2 separate regions of the Sus scrofa genome follow, and region 2 is linked to region 1. The links are chromatin contacts, called in public HiChIP or PLAC-seq maps. All regions are on one chromosome and are shown on one strand. The core of a region is the stretch at or near the end of the contact, and the rest is flanking DNA. Distances in the headings are between cores, read along the strand shown.

Region 1 (6,675 bases), core at 2,072-4,571:
TTTCTCCTTTTCACTATAAAACTCCTCCCAATTCTTTCCAGTGGGGGGAACACAGTCTTTAACGTATTAGCCTGCGGTGGCCCCCCTTTGCCCCGCAAAGCAAGAAAGCTCTTTTTTTCTCCTTTACCCCAAATTTCGTCTCTGCATTTTCTTTTCTTTTTTTTTAAAGTAATTCTTTTTTTTTTTTTTTTTTTAATGTCTTTTTGCTATTTTTTGGGCCACTCCTGCAGCACATGGAGGTTCCCAGGCTAGGGGTCGAATCGGAGCTGTAGCCACCGGCCTACGCCAGAGCCACAGCAACGCGGGATCCGAGCCGCATCTGCAACCTACACCACAGCTCACGGCAACGCTGGATTGTTAACCCACTGAGCAAGGGCAGGGACCGAACCCGCAACTTCATGGTTCCTAGTCGGATTCGTTAACCACTGCGCCACGACAGGAACTCCATGTCTCTGCATTTTAATTGGGCACTGGCAGACAGAGGCCGAATGTGGTAACCCAGTGCCTGGCGCTGTGAGCAGTAAATGGTGGTGATGGTTGTCGTTACCAGTCAAGTTTGCCCAGCAGGAGGGTTTTGACGTTTCTGTGATTAGCTCCGCACAGCTGCCCTGCTGGCTCCCCTGAACCAGTATTAGAGAAAATGTGTGCAGAAGCCAGAAACCATGGCGTCTCCCATCCAGCCACCGCTTCTGAGCAGAAAGCCCTTTTAGAGAAGGATCCCTTCTGCGCGACCATCTTTTCACCTTGAATTTTTCCAAGGACTGGAAGCTCTGCCTCTGGCCCTAGGGAGCCTTCCATGCTCAGGGGACCATGTGAGACTGCCCGTCCCCAGATCACCTCCAAGATTCCTTCCAACTCCAGACTCTAAGATTTATAGCCGAAATGCGGCCGCTGTACACAATCTCTAAGATTGTGTTAAAGTCTTGGAGACAGAATTTGGAGGAAGAGAAAGAAGAGCTTTATTGCTTTGCCAGGCAAAGGAGGACACAGTAGGCGAAAGCCTCAAAACTGTGTCCTGTCCTGAGAAAGGATAGCAAGGGGTTTTGTAGGTTTAGCTCGGAAGACAAGGTTCTTGATGAAGGCATCTATGTTATTTTTCATCCATAGATCATTTCAGAGTCGTCAAGGCCAGCACGGGTGCGTCTGGTGATGGTTTCTGGTTGTCCTCAGAGTTATCCTTCCTTGCTTGTCTCTCTGGGATGAAGGTTGCTGACAGGGAAGGGGTGTTAGGGGGTGTTTCAATTACAAAAGAAAACACGAGGTGCAATATTACTAACTAGCAAGTGACTAACTAGCAAGTAACCATTAGTAAAGGTGAAATATTACTAACTAGCAAATTACTAACTAGTAAGTAACCATTAGTAAAAATAGCAATTAAGCAAGGAAGAGATCATTGGTGAAAACCCAGACCCTAAGTGCAACATAACTCTAACTAGAAAGTAAACATTGAAAAAAAAAAAGAAGAAGAAAGGAGTTCCTGTTGTGGCTCAGTGGTTAACGAATCTGACTAGGAACCATGAGGTTGTGGGTTCGATCCCTGGCCTTGCTCAGCGGGTTAAGGATCTGACGTTGCCGAGACCTGTGGTGTAGACTGCAGATGCGGCTCGGATCCTGCATTGCTGTGGCCCTGGCATAGGTTAGTGGCTCGAGTTCCAATTCGACCCGTAGCCTGGGAACCTCCATATGCCGCAGGAGTGGCCCAAGAAATGGCAAAAGAAAAAAAAAAGTAAACATTAGTGATAAGTTAGTGTGTGAAGGCAGGACATAGCAAAATAGAGACTGTTTTAGCTAGTTTTTAGCTGTACCTGTATTTCCTCGTCATGAACGCTTGAGTCAGCCTTTTGTGACTGGCGGGGAGGCCTGGGAGGCTAAAGGAAAGGGCTTTTATTTCAAAACACAAAGATTTAGGGTCTGGTACACGATTTCAAGATTATACAGCGTGAACAGAGATTCATCATCCTTACTCATCACAAAACCATCCCACTGCAATCTCATTCCTGCTTTCAGCTGCAGCTGAAGGATCAAGTAGGCTCTGCTCCCATTTTACAGAAGAAAAAAGAGAGGTACAAGAAACAAAATCGTGCTGTCTGGCATGAGACACAGAATCCCATTCCAGGAACACGGTGTTCCCCCAGCTTCAGCTCTCACTCCTGGCTCTGGGAGTGAGAGGTGGCCCAGGACAGTGGCTCTGTCCCATGGCTGACCAAGCAGAGCCGGAGCTCACGGCAAAGAGCCCTGGACGGACGGTCGAGAGACCTGAGTTTTGGTCTCAGCTCTGCCCTTATCTAATGAGGTGACCCCTAGTTCAACAGGAATATCACTCATCAGCCCACACACGCATTCAGTGACTACAAATCCCTAAGAAAATTTTTTTTTTGGAAAGAAAACCACTTTATTCGAATTCATTCACAAACAATAACATCAGAAAGCATATTTAAGAGGCCACACAAACATCTGCCCAGCCCCAAACTCAACACCACCTCAAAGTGTGAGACTGTGGAAAGACCACGCTCTTCCACGGCAGTTCAGAAACACGAAAGCTCTTAGTGAAAGAGGAGAGGTTTAACTTTGATTTCACACGTATTATCTTCACTATCACATTTTGATGCTAACTAAATCAATTAGGTCATGAGGGATGATTTTTGTGTCTTCAACGGAGCTTTTATTTATTTATTTTTTATTGCTTTTTTGCTTTTTAGAGCCACACCCATGGCATATGGAGGTTCCCAAGCTAGGGGTCCAATCGGAGCTATAGCTGCTGGCCTGCACCACAGACACAGCAACTTGGTATCGGAGCCATGTATGCGACCTACACCACAGCTCATGGCAACGCCAGATCCTTAACCCACTGAGTGAGGCCAGGAATCGAACCCTCAACCTCATGGTTCCTAGTCAGATTTGTTTCCGCTGCACCACGACGGGAACTCCATCAATGGAGCGTCTTGATTAAGCTAATCCATTTGCCCTTCTGCACTGTTTCGGCACCTCGATGAAACTCTCACAAAGCTTAAGGGCACCCTGGTGACCAAAAACTGTTTCACCTCATAGAAGCATGGGCCAATCTCCTGCTGCTGTGCCAGCTGGGGTCCCTGAGGCTCCTGGGGCTCAGCATTTCTTCCTCCACTGAAGCCCCGAGGGATGGCATGACCTATCATGCGGCCGAGGGCAGAGCCCACAGATGCACCAGTTGCAGGGGTTGCCATCTGGGCCATCGGATCTGGCTGCCAAGGTGCAGCAGCAGGGGAGCCATTAGCAGATGGTGGAGCTGGCCTGGGTGCAGCTCGCATCTCAGGTGCCCGGCTGGCAGGAGGGGCCATGTGGGAAGTGCGGCTTTGGCTTCCAGGAGGCGTCCTCACTGCACAACAACCGGGAGCCTGGAAGAGTGAGACTCAGAGGAGACCCTGGCGGCTTCTGCAGAGAGCCAAATCCCTGAGCATTCAACATGAAACTAAAAATACTGCATATCTGAACCTTTTCCCTGGAGGGGACAACAGACTGAGCTGACCCAAGTCTAAAACAGCAATGCCATTTTGTCTGTAGTGTGTAGGGCCTGCGGGAGAGTATCCAACCCTTTCTGAAGCAGCTCCCTCCAGATCCAGGCAGTTTCCAAAGCCTCACAACCTGAGGCAAACATCAGCAACCGCGCGCGGAGAGCTAAGGACCAGAGAACCTGCAGGAAACAGTGCACCCAGTCGAACAGCAGTAGTTCAATTCTAGAGACCGAGGGCCAAGGGGTAGCGCCCATCTAGTCTAAGAGCTGAACAGGGGGTCAAAAGCCTGCGGGGAGGTGCACGGCGGGCAGTGACAAATCTAAGCCCTCGGCTCAGAAGCTTCCCCTTGGCAATCCAAGTAAAGCGTGAACGGTGTTTATGTTCTCGCCACACGGCGGCGCCACTGTAGCCGGTAAACAGAACTCCGCCTGGTCTCCCCAGTGTTGCCTGAACCAAACTGTGGTTTACACGCTCCAGACTAGCCTTGAGTACTTGTGATGGCTTTTATTTCGCTTTTGTGTTCTAAAATCTCTTTAAATCGCTTATAATAACGTCATTCAAACATTCCATAAGCGGTGATGCTGCTGAGTGTGCTGAAAAACGCGTGAAAATCAGTTCCGATGGAAAGGAGGTCAGCTGTGATAAAACCCCAGGGAGAGACTCTGCTGTTCGGTTTGTGGAGAGCAAGTCATAAAATACCAATGACAATAATCGTCTATAGAAAGAAAAAGTATGCTCCAGAGGCTAGAGACTGATTTTTCCTGGAATGCCTTTCCCTAAGAAATATTCCTAAGGGAAAATGAGCACTGAATGATGAGCTCTTGGCTTCCTACCCTGGGATCTGTTTATCCAGGGTCCTCAGCCATATGCTGGGGGATCCCTAATGACCGAACTAAGCTGCTGTTTGTTTAGCAGTTAGGGCCGTGGACTCAGGAGTGAGACAATCTGGGTTCCAGTCCTGCTCTATCACTTCCCAAAGTGTGATCCTGGGTGAGCCCTAACTCTGCACTGTCCCTTCATCTGTAAAATGGGCACATGGCAGTGCCCAGCTCATAGCGTTGCAGTGTGAGGGCTAAATGGAGATAATCTAGTCGAGGTTTAGCACAGTGCCGGGCGGGGGGCGGGGGGGGGGGCTGCAGAGTAAGTGCGCATGCGTGTTAGCCATCCCACCTCTCCTCAGCATCGCATTATCCCATTATCCTTTCTCCGGGCTGTGCTGAACTCCCAGGGGATGGAGAGTTCCCACCATTCAGAGGATGCTGTCCCCTTCATCTCTCTTCATATCTGACATGTGCTTGTCCTGGAAAATCAGTATGTTATTCAGTTCTTTGCCAATCTCATTTTGAAAGCCGTGGGAAAACTTCTGAGAGTTTTTGACCTTGTAAAAAAGGCTTTTATAGCCCTGTGACTCAAAGCTGGCAGGATGTTGGCAGAGCCCTTGGGGACTGCTCCCTCTCCTTTGCCATGTCCACCCCTCCTTCTCTGGGATTCTCTGACCACCTCCTCACTTCCCTGGAGCCGTCCCAAGGACTTGCTACCCAAGGAGCCAGCCCAGAGTTCTCCCCACCCCTCCATCAGATCTCAGAGCTCTGGGCTCCCTCAGGGACCCCCTCCTCCTCTCTGGAGGACCTCTTGTCATTTGGGGGGAACAGGGTATTTGAGGGATGAGTAAAAGGATGATAAAGGCTAGAAGGCGATTGCAAAGTTCTCACTCTCCTTGGGGTGGCATTTAAGTGGTAAGATTTGAGGCTCAGCTTTGAGGGCTGGGGGTAGATGTTGCTTCTGATTGGGAGCCCCTGACCTGGGGTTGCTCAGGTCACTCAGAAGGGGACAAGCAGGAGGCTGACTCCATAGAGCTGCACCTCTGTCTCCTTATGCATTTTAGCTACCAAACAGCACTTTAAAAACAATCTATTGGTGGGAGTTCCCATCGTGGCGTGGTAGTTAATGAATCCAACTAGGAACCATGAGGTTGCAGGTTCGATCCCTGGCCTAGCTCAGTGGGTTAAGGATCTGGCATTGCTGTGAGCTGTGGTGTAGGTCGCAGACGAGGCTCGGATCCCGAGTTGCTGTGACTGTGGCGTAGGCCGGCAGCTACAGCTCCAATTAGACCCCTAGCCTGGGAACCTCCATATGCCACGGGAGTGGCCCTAGAAAAGGCAAAAAGACAAAAAAAACCCAAAAAACCCCACAATCTATTGGAGTTCCCATCATGGCTCAGCAGTAACAACCCAACTAGTATCCATGAGGATGCAGGTTCAATCCCTGGCTCACTGAGTGGGTTAAGGATCTGGCGTTGCTGTGGCTGTGTCATAGGCCAGCAGCTACAGCTCCAATTTGACCCCTAGCCTGGGAACTTCCATATGCTGTGTGTGTGGCCCTAAAAACAAAACAAAACAAAAAAACCCCACAAATCTGTTAATTCCCTTCTCCAATACATATACACACAGAGCTTGGTGTATAAACAAGGGAGGGGAAGGTCACATTGTGGTTCAGCGGGTTAAGAACCTGACATAGAGTCCGTGAGGATGGGGTTTGATCTCTGGCCTTGCTCAGTGGGTTAAGGATCCCTGGCCTGCTGTGAGCTGCAGCAAAGATTGCAGATGCAGCCTGGATCTGGCATGGCTGTGGCTGTGGTGTAGGCCAGCAGCTCTGATTCAGCCCCTAGCCTGGGAACCTCCATAGGTTGCAAGTGTAGCCCTAAACAAACAGACAAACAAAGAACAAGGGAGGGGCCTCAGGGAGGGCTTTTGGGGGAAAAGGCGTGACAGGAGATACAGCTTCCCCTCCCAGTGGTCTAGGCCCGGGGGGCTGGCTCGGATAATGCTGGATAATGCTCCGGAAAGGACCCTGGAGACTGCTCTTAACTCCATCACAAAGTTGCTGCGTGGCCTTGAAAATGAGGCCGCTTTCGGCCTCCTTTTGGAAAGTGAGGGGGTCTGGCGGCACAGTCTCTGCCATCCCGGATGAGGGTTCCCTCTCCTGATGCTGTCACGTCCCCTCTGCCACCTCGCATACAGTCCCTGAGCCATACAGTTTCCCTCTTCCACAGCTCCTCACACCAAGCCCAGCACCAAGTAGTGCTTGGTACCAATGTGCTCCGTGAGCGAACGGCAAAAAGAGCCGCCATTTCTGGAGCACCTGCTATGTGCCAAACCCTGTGCCAAGGACACCTATGAACATT
Region 2 (6,675 bases), core at 3,043-5,542, 110 kb after region 1:
TCGGGCCCAGACCACTGGCCCCAGAACCCGGCGGGGAACCAGGGAGCCCCCCCATACACAGCTCCCGGGCTCCATCAACAGCAGTGAGCGATGCATGTGCAGCCCAGCCCTGTGCCCTGACCAAACGGGCAATGAACCCTCGGCCAGGCTACAGACCACCATCCCCATGGCACATCACAACCCCCCAGCTAGCTCAGCAGCCTTCAGCCCCTGGAGCCACCAGCACTAAACCAGAGTCTCCCCACCCTGCCTGCCTGACCCCACTGCAGATCGGACTCCGGGAGGCGGAGTGTGGGCCCAGGCCCAGGCCCTAAGCTCCATCAGGGCGGGAGGCCAAGGAGACGGATCCTCCCCGTGCAACCCGTGCCCTCACCAGACCAGCCACGTTCCCTCCCTCACCTTCAGTTTCGTATCTGTAAAGATCTATCAAACTGCAGCTGTAAAAAGATTTAATTTATATTAACATCACAAGCCATATTGAAAATGTTATCACCACCGCTTTATAGATGAGGGAGGCCCAGTGGGACCCGCCAATGTAACACAGCTGTTAAGGGACAAAGCTGAGCTCCCAGCCTGGGTCTTAACCACAAAGCTGTGAGGCCCTTCCCTGGGCCAAGTATAGCTGGGCACTGAGGACCCAGAGAGACAACCAGGTGTGGCTGCTGCCCTTAGGACTCTCACACCTGCACTGCCCAACATGCGCACATGTGGCTATGGAGCCCTTGAAATGCAGCTGCTCTAAATTAAGAGACGCTACCAATGTAGCAGATGTGCATCAAATACTTAACACAAAAAAGAATGTAGGGAGTTCCCGTCATGGCGCAGTGGTTAACGAATCCGACTAGGAACCATGAGGTTGCGGGTTCGGTCCCTGCCCTTGCTCAGTGGGTTAACGATCCAGCATTGCTGTGAGAAGCAGTGTAGGTTGCGGACACGGCTCGGATCCTGCGATGCTGGAGGCCCGTGGCTACAGCTCCGATTCAACCCCTAGCCTGGGAACCTCCATATGCCGAGGGAGTGGCCCAAGAAATAGCAAAAAAAAAGACGAAGAAAAGAATGTAAAATATCTCATTAGTAGTAATGATATCTCATCAAATATCTCATTTATTTTTATAGTGACTACATGATAATACTTTGGATATACTGAGTTAAATACATTGTTAAAACGTTACCTGTTTCATTTTTTTTTAATGTGGCTCCTAAAAAATTGTATATTACACACGTGGCTTGCTTTTGTGGCTCATTTTATGCTTCTATTGGACAGGGCTGGTCTAGACATTATGCGTAAATTGTATTATAATCCCAGTGTCATCGGAGCTATGATAGAGGGAATCTAGAATCCATAGGGGCCCAGAGGAGACCTAACTGTGCCTGAGGCCAAGAAAACTTCCCAGGAAAAGTGATGCCTTATCTAACCATGAAGCATAAGTATCAGACAAAAGAGGGTCAGCATGTGTAAAGGCCCAGGGGCAGGAGGAAAGCCCCTGTGACCTCTACAAAGCTCACTAGACCATCCAGTGGGGATCGGGACAGGGAGAGATGCAAGTGGGCAGTGGCCACAGTCCAGGCCAAGAAAGAACTTGAAAGCCAGGTTAGGGAGAGTGACCCTTAGGAGAGATGAGAAGCCACTGAAGAGCCAGAGTGTGGCACAGAGAGGTTTATGGATGGGCCAGTGGGGAGCTCCCAGAGGCTGTGCAGTGGTGCAGACAAGGGATAATAATGCTGGGTGAGAGGGGCAGCTGAGTCTGCAGCGGGTTGTTCCGATCCTGACTGCTGTGTGAGCCCGGCTGAGTCATGTCACTGCTCTGAGCCCCTGTTTACCAGTCTAGGTAATGGAGACGGGAGCTCCTCCCGAGGATTAAATCAATGACATGTCCAGCAGACACTGGCACCCAGCAAAGTGCAACATACTTGGGGTTACTGTTACTGAGGAAGTACCTGGGATCCCCTGTCCCCTCCCCAACCCTGGGGAACCAAAGCTCAAGGCCCTGAACGGCTTAAGTGGCAGGAGAGGATTAAGGCAGGACTGGAAGAAGGAAGGGCGAGGGAGATCCGAATCAGGAGGCAGAGCCTCAGCCCCCAGCACCACCTTCCTCCCACACTTAAACTCAGTAAAGATCCGCTGATCACCTGCTCTGGGCTGAGCCCTGAATAGCTGCATCTTATTCACTATAACAGAAGACCCAAGACTAAGAGTTGGTCTTTCTACTTTGCAGGTGAGGAAAGTCAAGCACAAAGAGGCTCCCCATCCCCAGCAAGCTCCTATTCAAACGTTCCTGTTCCAGGAAACCGCTCCAGCCCCCTGGGCTGGCTTAGGGAGTTCCTTAGTCCTCCCACAGCACCCTTCAAGGCTCAGCTGAGCCTTCTTTGACTCCCCAGGCAAGGAGCAGGTGTTCAGGCCAGGTTGGCCAAATGAAGGAATATATTTGGGAAAAGCAGGGTTGGAAATGATCTCCATTATTTTCTGGTCGGATTCCCTCAGTTTGCAGATCAGGACTTTAAAGGCAAGGCCAGGATTAGAATCTGTGTCTTCTGACTCCTGCTCAGAGCCTTGGCCGGGTGTTGAAGGCTGGGGAGGAGTTCTCCAGGTGAACAAAGGGAGGAAAGGCACTCAGGGCAGAGGGCAGGGCCTGAGTGGAGGCCCAGCGATCGGAGGCTGGAAGAGGGAGGTGGGTTTAAGGCCCGACAAACAGGGGGCAGAGGTGCACGTCTGGGGGGCATCAGCCATTAGGCTAGGGGACTGATGATAGGGAACTATCAAGGGTTCTAAGCAGATCACAGTCAGAGCCCTTACGGCCGACTCTACCAGGCCTAAAGGTGCCACCTGGTAGTCACACCTGTCCCAAGATTCAGATAAAAGGGGCAAAGTATGCTCCCACAAGATTGCATGAAAGCATTCAAGTGAACCTGACATTTCTTAACTTGCATTCTAATTGAGAATAGGCTGGGCCCTGAGTCCTAAAAGCGGAGGCTTCCGTGGTGCCTCCTGCAGCTGGGTCCACCACCGCTTAGCCTTCCCCCGCCAGTCCAAAGTTGAACGGCAGGGGGTCAGGTTGCATGGTCCTCCCAGCAAGCGCCCGGCGCACATCCCTCTGTACCTCCCGGACCCTGAGAGCGCACGCTTGTTTTCTGCTCCTCTCTTGAAGTTCAGGCTGCAGCTGCCTCCCGCCCCACGGCCCCACGGCCCCCCGCCCCAGCCCCCAGGGCCATCAGGAGCTCACCGCCGCTTCCACCTGACGGCGCATCAGGTATTCTAGCACCACGGCGGTTCACGGACCTGCAACCGGGGGGCTTCGACCGCATTCGCCAGAGCGCTCCGGCCTCGCTGCCCGCGCTCCGGGGCCACCCTCCTGCCCCCTCCTCAGCCCTGCTGTCCCAACAGGGAGGCAGCTGGAGAGACGGACAAACGGACACCGGGCGCCGGCTGAGAGCTGTGCTCAGCGAGGGCGCGGCATGGGCCCGAGGAGCCCAGCCCCGAGCGGCTCCGCCTCACCTGTGCGCGCGTCCCGGGGGCAGATCTCAGCTTCTCTCTAGGCCTCAGTTTCTCTGTCTGTAAAGAGGTCGAAGGGTGGGCTAGCTGGAAGGAGCTGACGTGGAAAGGCATGGGCATACGCTGAGCCCAGGCCCCAAGCACAGGGGTCCTCGCCCTTCCCCGGTTCCACCTGCCCCCCACATTCCCTGTCTGCCCGCATCCTTCCACCCGCCCCCCCACCATCCGCCCTCAGATTCTTTCCAGATGTGCGCAGCAGGAGGGGCCCGGGGCTGGGACCAGCCTTTGGCCGAAGAACAGGCCCCTGCCGGGTAGGCATCGCGGAGGGGCGCGCCCCGGAGGAAGAGCTCTCCGGACGTGCCCTCCAAGTGTAAGGCTCCAGCGGAGGGGGCGAGGTGCGCGGCCCCGCCCGGGCCAGCCGCTGGGGCGATCCGGACCAGGCGGGAAGTCCGATCGCTCCTCAGCTCGGCCCGGGCCCTCAGCCCACCCGGCCTCCCGTGCCCGGTACCTGCTGCGCTCCGGCGCCGCGCCGCTCCCTGCCAGCAGACCGCGTTCTTCCGAGTCGCCTCTGCGCTCCGCGGGCGCGGGCTCCTGCCATTCAAGTCGAGCCGTGCTCTCGGCGACGCAAGTTTTGTTGTGGGTTTTCTCCTCCCCGCCTCCCCCTCGCCCCCCCCGCGCGTGCATCTGCTGGACGCCGGCCTCTTCTGGACACAGGCGTAGGGTCCCCGCAGGCGCGGGCAGCGGAGGGCCTGCCCCTCCCCGCGCTGGACTGGGCCGAGCCCCACTTCCCCGGGAGGCAGAGCCGCCGCGCGGACCCCTCACCCCGCTCTCTGCTCCGAGGGGCCGCCGTACCACGCCCCCCACCCCCACCCCGGGAGACTGGGGAGGCGGGGTGTCTAGTCCGAAGCGCTTCCTCGTTCCCAGCCTTCCGAAGTGGAATGGGACCCCCTCGAGGCCCCAGCACCTGAAAGGAGGGCCGGGCAGAGGGCCCCCCTTCCACCAAGTGCCTCTGAGCTGTTTCTTCCTCCCGACAGAGGGTTTTGCAACCGCTCCAGGCATGAGTACCTATCGGTTCACTCTCCCATCCAGGGGTCCTAAGCCTTGGCTAACGGGCTGCCCGCCAAGACCCTCCCGGGCCCCTTCCCGGAAAAGTTCTCGGCACGCACCGGCCCTGCCACGTTGGCCCTGGGCCCACAGCCTGGTGAGCCTTGAAGGGCGATAAATTGGGCTGGGAGCAGGGTGCATGCGGATCCCAGTCGCAAGGAGACAAGGGCGGGGAGGGAGGTGAACGGTGAGCCCTGTCCTGCTCTCAGGAGCTGAAAATGTTTCCAAGTAAAGGCGCATTAACTACGAGCAGCTGAAGCAACACCGGTTGGCGCCAGGGTCTTGGGAGATAGAATGCGGTCTGGCTGGGTTTAGGTGGTACTTGGCACCTCCACTGCCCAGCAAGGCTCTCCTCCGTACCCGCTGTGGCCCGTGGGCAGAGCATCCACGGCTACCTTAGCCGGCTGCCCTCCTGCTAGAGCGGGAAAAGGATAAATAACTCAAACTTGGAACTCCTTGTTCAACTTGAATTACCAGGGCCCTGAATGAATGAATGGCTCATGCAAAGGCTCTGGGCCTTTCACAGGCTTGGGTTGCCGCATCCTGATTTACTCTCTCATCTTCACGTCACTCTCTGATCTTCGCAACCCTGCAAGAGAAGAAGGCCTGTTGCCTCCATTCACAGGTGAGGAGACAGCCTTAGGAGGGACAAGTGACAGAGTAAAATGGCCAGGTTTACCCTTCGCCACAGCCCACATTCTTTCCATGATGGAGTCAGGCAGCTAACTGGAGCAGGCAAATGCAAAAGCCTGGATTTGAACCCAGGATCATCTGTTTCCATTACATCAAGAACTCAAGAACTCAAGAATGGGAAAAAGAAATATTTTGCCTTCTTTGGCCTCCGAGCCCAGTTCTCTCTGCGCTTGAACTTATGAGAATTGGTGTGATTCACAGGACTGGACGGGAGCCAACACAGATACGCATCTTGTGCCTTCTCAACACTGACCCTAGATTCAAGTGGAGCTAGAAGAGTGTCTACTGGCTTGAACACCCATGAACTAAAGAAAACCTTCTAGAAGAACAGGAACCAGCATATATTGCATGCCTACTAAGTGCCAGGCATCATTTTTTTATTTATTTATTGCTTTTTTAGCACTGCACCCGTGACATATGGAGGTTCCCAGGTTGGGGGTCTAATCAGAGCTACAGCTGCCAGCCCACGCCACAGCCACAGCCACGCCAGATCCGAGCCGCGTCTGTGACCTACACCACAGTGCACAACCAGATCCTTAACCCACCGAGCGAGGCCAAGGATCGAACCCACAACCTCATGGTTCCTAGTCGGATTTGTTTCCACTGCGCCATTCCAGGATCTCCAGGCATCATTTTAAATCCTTGAAGATCTGAATCACCCAGCCCTGTGGGGAAGGTATTCTCCAGCCACAGGGCACACCACATCCCCTGCCTGCCCCACCCCACCCCTGTCCCCACCCCCAAAGTAGGCTCTTCTGTGGAATGCCAGACCAGGGCCCACACATGACCTGTGGCACCAGCTAAAATCATCTGTCCGAAGTCTAACGCGCAGGAATCACTTTGAGTGTCTCTGGTGGGAAACGGGGGTCATCGGCGGTCTGGAAGCAGATCCTCTGTCACAGGGGCTATGAAGACAGAGTGAACTTGGCATTTGGGTTTCTTGCATTTGCTTGTGATGATCTGGTTCCTTCACACTGCCGCTCATTTTCAGCCCCCATTTAACATTACTGTAGTGCATGGTGTCGCGCACAGGCTTTGGACTTAGATTTGGGTTCAAATCCCAGCCAGGTTCAAATGAAGGTAAGTATTACTTACACTTCACAGACTGTCTAAATTAAATGAGAAGCTGAATGTGCAGGACTCTGCACAGCACCTGGCACAAGGTAACTGCTCGATAAATGACGGCTGCTATTATTACAAAACTGTCACCAAGATCTGATGAAACATCCAGAAAACATTATTAAAGCAGAGATGACAAGCGGCAAGAATGAAAGAGAAACCTCCACATTGCCCCAGACAAATGCCTTCTAATTCAAAACAGTAAGAAACAAGAAAACTCGAAAGAGGGAAGGAATAAAGACATGGACATGGACAGAGGGAGAGGCGGG

What was found. HiChIP or PLAC-seq counts read pairs in DNA pulled down with a chosen protein or histone mark.
Region 2: an H3K27ac HiChIP or PLAC-seq map of skeletal muscle shows a contact between it and region 1, with 3 times the contacts expected there. The contact joins the promoter of PODN here to the enhancer-like site in region 1. A contact is called at or near these places in 2 of 5 promoter capture datasets (fetal skeletal muscle and liver), 4 of 47 Hi-C or Micro-C datasets (adipose tissue, heart right ventricle, liver and 1 more) and 1 of 2 datasets of contacts at active chromatin or transcription factors (skeletal muscle).

The regions. Positions count from the first base shown.
Region 1 is chr6:159,062,085-159,068,759 of Sscrofa11.1, forward strand. It overlaps the pseudogene LOC102164720. Among named protein-coding and RNA genes, the nearest start is that of CPT2, 4.1 kb to the left of the region's middle. Within about 2 kb of position 3,322, at least 16 of the 83 cell types and tissues checked have an H3K27ac peak or open chromatin away from gene starts, as enhancers often do. A contact at or near this core is called in adipose tissue, liver and skeletal muscle, where this site is marked.
Region 2 is chr6:159,175,164-159,181,838 of Sscrofa11.1, forward strand. It overlaps PODN (podocan), which reads right to left and starts at 4,293. Exons shown (of 12, transcript XM_013999375.2): 1 at 3,999-4,293; 2 at 3,494-3,550.